Regions from separate parts of the Gossypium raimondii genome. Here region 2 is linked to region 1. A link is a contact called in public Hi-C data. All regions are on one chromosome and are shown on one strand. Each heading gives the region's core, a stretch centred on a gene start, on an enhancer-like site or on the middle of the called end of the contact. The rest is flanking DNA. Distances are from core to core; before and after follow the strand shown.

The links. Hi-C and Micro-C count contacts between places; a contact is called where the count stands out from the background.
Region 2: a contact with region 1 is called in a Hi-C map of leaf, with 5 times the contacts expected there. The contact joins two enhancer-like sites. A contact is called at or near these places in 2 of 2 Hi-C or Micro-C datasets (both in leaf).

The regions. Positions count from the first base shown.
Region 1 is chr8:34,044,749-34,048,411 of ASM2569854v1, reverse strand. LOC105791281 (a long non-coding RNA gene) reads left to right here. Exons shown (of 5, transcript XR_001132892.2): 4 at 1-60; 5 at 1,043-1,411. Among protein-coding and RNA genes, the nearest start is that of LOC105791281, 4.4 kb to the left of the region's middle. Within about 2 kb of position 1,506, the one cell type or tissue checked has open chromatin away from gene starts, as enhancers often do. A contact at or near this core is called in leaf, where this site is marked.
Region 2 is chr8:34,251,967-34,255,748 of ASM2569854v1, reverse strand. No RefSeq gene overlaps it. Among protein-coding and RNA genes, the nearest start is that of LOC105791284, 43 kb to the left of the region's middle. Within about 2 kb of position 1,463, the one cell type or tissue checked has open chromatin away from gene starts, as enhancers often do. A contact at or near this core is called in leaf, where this site is marked.

The sequences.
Region 1 (3,663 bases), core at 257-2,756:
CATCGAATCACACTATCCAACTTACCAAGAGATTTTGCTAAACATACTATGTTTTATATGGTATGTATAGGGATTGAAATGGTTGTGTAAATATTAGAAACTACATTTTGGTTATGTTTCATATTAACTTATATATGTATGGTTTGTCATGTTTGGTATAAGTGTTGGTATGGGTAATGAATGAATTGGTAAAGCATGTTAATATAGTAGTTGCATGTGTGAAATAATTTATGTTCTAGTTTAGATTGTTAGAGTATATGTAATAATATGACCATAATAATGATAGAAATTGGTTGTTTTAGAGATCTTTTTATGGCCTATATGTATGAAATTTGAGATGTGTAGGTTAAATTCAAGAATAGGTGAGAAAAGAGGCCATAAAATGGTCTATTTTCATCCACATGGGTAAAGACACGGGCCTACTTTTTGCCCGTCCATAAAAAGGCCATGTGCTTCCTGCACCTTAAAATTTCTAAATAGAATGCCCAGCTTTTTGCACGTGGCCTAGCACACGGGCGTGTGACTAGGCCGTGTGATTCAAGTTAGAGAGTTACACGGGTATGGACATGGGCTGGGACACGACCATGTTCCTTACATCGAATGCCCACATGGCCTAAGACACGGGCGTGCCTTCTGGCCGTGTGGCTCACACGGCCGGCCACATAGGCGTGTGTCCCCTGCTCTTAGGAAAATTTTTAGAATTTTGGGAAAAATTCTCTGAGTTTTCTGTTTGGTCCAGATTTATTTCTAACACTTATTTTTGACCTCGAGGGCTCATAAAAGGGACAATATGAATGTTTATGTTTGGTTCTTGATATGTATGTTAAATGTTATGAAATGTTCGCGTTTAATCCATAAAGTTTGGTAATGCTTTGTAACCCTGTTTCGATGACAGATAAGGGTTAGGGGTGTTACACTATCAATCTGCACTTAAACAAAGAATTTGAATCAAATATATTTTTAATCCAACATTTGTACTCAATATTAACATCTGCTATAGGCCAAGTAACATTTAGTTTCTCCCATGTCTCCTTTGATGTAGGGCATTCCCGAAACAGATGCTCCCTATTCTCTGCTCCATTTTGGCATCTTTGGCAAGCAACGGATCCCAGCATTCGCCTGTAATGTAGGTTGCTAAAAGTAGGCAGATAGTTATAGAAAATTCTCCAGTTTGTAATTTTAATCTTAGGAGGTAGATCTAGGTTCTACAATTTTTTGTAAAATATTCTGTAGCTTTGTTGTCTTTGGGTCTGTCCATCTTGTAAGAGAAATTTATGCCTGCTAGGTACCGAATACTCCCCCGTCAGCTCACCACGCCAAATGATATGATCTTCATGCGGATTCATAGATAGAGGAATGCATAAAATTCTCGTAGCTTCCTTATCGAAATTCGAATTAGCCCATCTTTTCATTTTCTTGTGTTCACATCAGTCAAGTCTGCAACTTTATTTAGGCCCAAAATACTTTGAATTTTTTATTGCCAAGGACCCAAGCATCACCCTAGATAGACACTTGCTTGCCATCCCTATCCTCCAACCTAAACCCTTCAGAAGAAGCCCTTTTGCAGCCCATAAGCTCTACCAAGTAAAATAAGGTAGATTTTCTAACCTAGAATTTAAGAAATCTTTTTCTTTAAAATATTTTACTTTCAAAGTTCATGCTAGTAACAAATTAGGATTACGTAACAAATGCCAACCTTGTTTGGTCAATAATGCAATATTAAAATGTGACAGATTTCGAAAAACTCATACCTCCTTCCTTAAGTAGACACAAAGACCTCCTATCGCACCAATGCATGCCTTTCTTCTTATGATTCTTTTTCCACCAGAAAGCCCCTATTATATTATCCATTTCCATACAAAAGAACTTTGGCAATAGAAAGTTAAACATCGCATATGTTAGAATTGCTTGCAAAACAACTTTGATAAATACCTCTTTTCCACCTTGTGAGAGATGTCGTATGCTCCAGCTATTTATCTTCTGCTTTAATCTATCTTTCAAGCCTTGGAATGCCTTTTTTCTACCCTATCCCACCATATTCGATAATCCTAAGTACTTTTCTGGCTCTGATGAACACCGAACATTAAGTACTTAGAAAGCGAAATTCTTATCCTGCTTATTTACATTTGTGCTAAAATAAACTGTGGATTTGTCAAAGTTTGCACATTGTCCTGAGCAAGATTCATATTCACTTAGAATATTTTTTATCACATTAATCCCACTTACCGAAACCTTTCCAAATAGGGTACAATCATTCGCAAATATGAGGTGGGTGATTGGTGGAGCAGATCTGCACACTTTTGCCCCTGAAATTTTCCTTTATTGACTCGCTAATCTCCTAAGGTATGATAACCCCTTTTCGCAAAATATAAATAAATAAGGGCTCAATAAGTCTCCTTGGTGCAGCCCTCAAGATAGTTTAAAGCTAGCTCCTACCTCTCCATTTAGTATAATTGAATACTTCACTGTACTAATACAATACAAAATGAGATCAATAAAAGGACAAGCAAAACCCATCTTCAACAATATACCTTTAAGAAAAGTTCATTCCACACGATCATAGGCCTTGCTCATATCTAATTTTAAAGCCATATAGCCTTTACGCCCCGATCTTCTATTTTTTAAAGAATAAAGCACCTCATAGCCAACAAAATATTGTCAGTTATGAGCCTACCGGGCACAAAAGCACTTTGAGAATCATCAATACAAACATCCAGAACTTTTTATAGTTGATTTACAATTGTCTTAGCAATAATCTTATAAATAACCGTGCAGACTTATGGGACAAAATTTTTTTAGATTAAGGGGATTCACAACTTTTGGAATCAAAACTAAATTTGTTTCGTTAATACCTTCCAAATAATTTCCATTATTCAGAAAATCCAAGCAAAAAGCAATAGTGTCCTTACCGATAATATGCCAAAAATTCTGATAAAATAAAATCGGGAGTCCATCTGAACCTGAAGCTTTTGTAGGCCTAATTTCTTTGAACGCCTCCACAATTTCGTCCTCTGTGTATATGTCCAGCAAACTTTGGTTCATGCTTTCTGAAATAGAACGAGGTACCCCTGACAGATTGTGTTCCACCCGATCCCTCTTGAATCAAATAAGTCATTAAAATAGCCACAAGCAATGTTCCCCATCCCAAGATGATACATGGCTAAAGAGCCGTCAACCCTTTGTAAACCCCAAATACGATTTGTACACCTTTGCTGAGAAGCGTAATTGTGAAAAAATGAGGTGTTTTTATCTTCCATCTTCAGCCAATTCACCCTTGCCCACTGCTCTTAATACCTTTTCTCCTTATACATCTTCTTATTCAAGTGTAGTTTAACATCAACAAGCTCGGCCAAAATTTCTTCCGATCTATCATGACTATTCAAATCTTCCAACCTCATTGTCAATCTTTTCACATCCTGGCCACTTTTGTGCTTAATTTTGTCCCCCCCCCCCACTTTTGCAATCCCATAGTGAGAGCCGAGATACGACTTTGAAAAATCCTGAATTTCTTTCCCAAAGCCTTTTGATTTTTTCCTCACACAACTCTTCTAGAACCCACCAAGCTTTGAAGCAAAACCTTCTAGTTCTTCTTCCCATTCATTCAACCTCCATTTCAATAATCAAAGGGCAGTGATTCGAAAAAGAGTGAGGCAGGTGCCTCAA
Region 2 (3,782 bases), core at 214-2,713, 210 kb before region 1:
CTAGTTTTCTGCTGTAAACACTCCCTTAAGTGCGAACATTCTTTTATAGATAGTTGGAATCCACATGAGCATACGATCCTTGTGCTTCCCCAAAGGACTAACAAAATGGCCCCACCACGTACACCCCCCCACACTCCATGATGGCAACTTTTTGGTAATAAGTTGCCACGTCAACACTACCAAACAAAGGGTATCTCCCTATAAATACCTTGCAGGACGATGAGAAGGGGATCTTTTTCCCATTAGCAACCTTGAGCAGTTACTTTCTGCACTCAGCCTTCTCAACCCTCACAGTAACCTTACTCTTCCTCATATCCTTCTTTGGCTCTCTGTCTGTCTAGGTGAACTAACCTCTTTTGCACCACCACCTTCTCCTCATCTCCATCCTTGTTGATACCTTTCATCAACAATTGGTACAGTGAGCGTGGGCCTTACCATGACTTCTTCTCAGAACAATTCCCTCATCAACCTAGCAAACCTAGCTAACTCCACAAACCCCGTAAACTCGTTAGCTCCGACGAATCCTATCAATCCCATCACTTCTAAACCCTCTTTAAACCAAAACCCCACTGTTTTGACTCAATCATTGAGGTTGAACAACCCTTTTGTTCCTTTTTACCAAACCTTAAACCCAAAATATTGATATTTTCTCGACATCCTCCGGTTCTATCACTCTCTTAACCTCTGCCACCACTTTCTCATGTACTTCCATCATCCTTAATATCGCCAACCTACAACCTTGCTCAACCTATCTCTTCTTACTCTCAATAGACCTTTAGAACCACATCACATGATCCCAAGGAGTACCTTGCCCAATATTTGCAGTACGCTCTCTCTTCCTACCTCGCTACCCCTACCTCCTCAAATAGCAGTCACTGCCACTCCTCTAGACCAAGCCACTTATCAGCAGCACTCTGGCTCCCAACATTAAGTTATTGAGATGTAGGAAAAACTGAGGCGTATGAAGAAGTAGCTTTTTAAGCAGCAACACTGCTTTCAATAGCAGTAAGAGCGCTAACACCTCATTGACTATAAGAAAGCTCAGAATGAGCAACTAATAGTTGAGTTCAAAGCACCTATTGAGATCACAAGAGGGGCAACTTGGTCAACCTAGACGATGAGGCTTAGCCTACCATCCACAGAAACCTTGAGCGTCATTAGCCTAATGACCTACTTGTTGACAACAACCATCCAGTTGGCTCCCAGAACACTTATGCTAACAATTTTTCCTTGGAGGAGCACGTTAAACCCTTAAGATGGAAGTTTTGCAAGAAGTTAGAGGGGGTCAAAATAGATGAAACCTCTTGGAGTTACTCCAATGAACCTCTTGTCCTGAAAGTTCTAGCCTTCAAGCTCTTGGTTTTCTTTAAATTTTCCAAAGTTTTCCTATATAGGTGTGGGGGACCCGGAGGACCATCCAGCTCACAATAATAACCACATGACCGTTTCCTATATCGTCTGAGCGTGGTATTTGTCTTTGCCAAAAGGTTTCATTCAATATATTAGTTGGGCTATTTATGAGCTGATTCCTAGCCAATAAAACTCTACAACAATCTCCCAAGTGCTTCATGTCCATCCGTTAAATAGAGAATGAATCCCTCGGTAACTTTATTCGTTGTTTCAACACAACCACCACGATCATCAAGAAAGCCTCGGATGATTTGGCCGTCTAAGACTTTATTGCTGGTACGAACCATCACTTCCTCAAGATATTGCTAGCAACCTACAAGATAGGCTCTCCACATTGTATGAGATGGCCTATTGATTTGTGAATATTGATGAAATTGAGCAGAGTAGCGCCAAATATTTTTCTCCTATTATTGGAAAAAATCCATTTTGAAAAAAGTTTTCTATCAGAGCAAAAAAATAAAATTTAAAAAATCAAGTTGGTTTGTGATATTTATAGTAATAAACTTTTCTAAAAAAATAACTAGCTTTGTGCGAGACGAGAAGGATCCTTGACGTTTTCAACTTTTAATTGAACGACCTTCTTCGCTATTCTCGTACCATGAATTGCTTTGAGTATGGGATGAAACAATCTCGAACCAAACACAGAACTAGAAAATTTTTTCTTACTTTTAGTATCTCTTTCAATAGAAACAGGTAGAAATGTTATTCCCAGAAAATAGAATTTATACCTAAAAATAAATTCTCACTATTTCCGGGTAGAATAACAATATCTTAGAGTTCTATATTACTTGTGTATTTTTAGCCCTATCAATGCCATCTATTTATAGGGTGAGATCGAAGAATCTTGATTAAATTAGTTGAATACAAAAAATACTTATTAGATAGAAAAACTAGTCCCCTAGTTTTGCTAGGAAAGAGGGGCGGCAAATCCTGGCTAAAAATATTAGGGTTGCTATCCCTTATATGCGTTATGAGGGGTTTTGGGTCTGTCCTATATTAGGTCCAATTATACATGTGTATTGGACTTAACCCAACACTTTATATTTTTTTTCTACCCAATTTTAATTCCCTTAAAGTCATGACAACTTTACCTTAAAAGAATCTATGAGGAAACATATTTAATTTCCATATTTAACAGATTCCCATTGACCAAGTAATCTAATTCCCTTTTCGAACTTCAATTATTTAATTAAAAAATAATTCAAAAAACTTAAATTAATAATCAAGTCATTTCCATGGTTAGGAAGAAACCACAATCATTTTCGAATGTAACACATTTCTCTAACATTATCATTTTCATCCATTTATGTTCATTTGATTCCACATGCAATTCATTTCTAGCAAAGAGATCAATTGGACATATATAATTAAGGCTTAAATAAGTTATAATTAAGTTCCAAATTTTCACCTATTAATTAGAAACTCATTTAATCATGAACTAATTCCATTATAGTATGGTAACTAAGCGCTCTCTGATAACATACTATTATGAAAGCTACTCGGTCAGTGCTCATCCAATGACCTTGTCATAAGTGTGTTACCCACATAAGATATATTTAATTTGTTTGGGATAAATTCGTTCTCCCAATATGATCCTATTTTATCTCATGGTAATCATTACATCTTCCTTCATGAACAGTCAATTACTATCAAATAGTAATTAATTTATTTATCATAAAGACAAATGACTCGTGACTACGTTTACTTTTCATCTATCATGTAATACCAATGAGAGGATATCATTTACCTATGTCTTGGGCTATGAATTCCACTATTGTGAAAGATGTTACATATTGCAAAGTCATATTCCTAATGCATCAGCTTTCAATTCCTTATCTATTTGAATCAAGCTTTTACTTACATCAAAGTATATAAGTCGCACATATATAGTCTGTCATCCACTCAGGATTAAGATATATCACACTATGAACGTCACAAGTGAATAAATCCATAAACAGATTTAGGATATATTCTTCTTGGATCCAGTCTGATGTACTATTGGTCTAGTTCGTAACATTTATGTTTCTATCTTCTGAGAGTCATCCGCTCTGAAGCTTAAGACAAAGCATCTCCCAAATTGGACTTAATAGATGATATATTAGTCTTTCAATTAGTTTGATCATTTTGATTACACTAAGGACATGTTTAGGTTAATCTACTAATACAAGCTGTCTTTCTATATTACGATTCGACCACATAATATTGTTTAATGTTAGTTAAATGTTTGATAACCAATGAGCCAATATTTACTTTCATTTTGATTTACGCGCAAAACCCATTGAGAACAATATATAAAGGGTATTAATGTAATTTATGGATAATTTTATTAAACTAATATGTTTGAAAAATAAAAGTATACAAATGAATATACT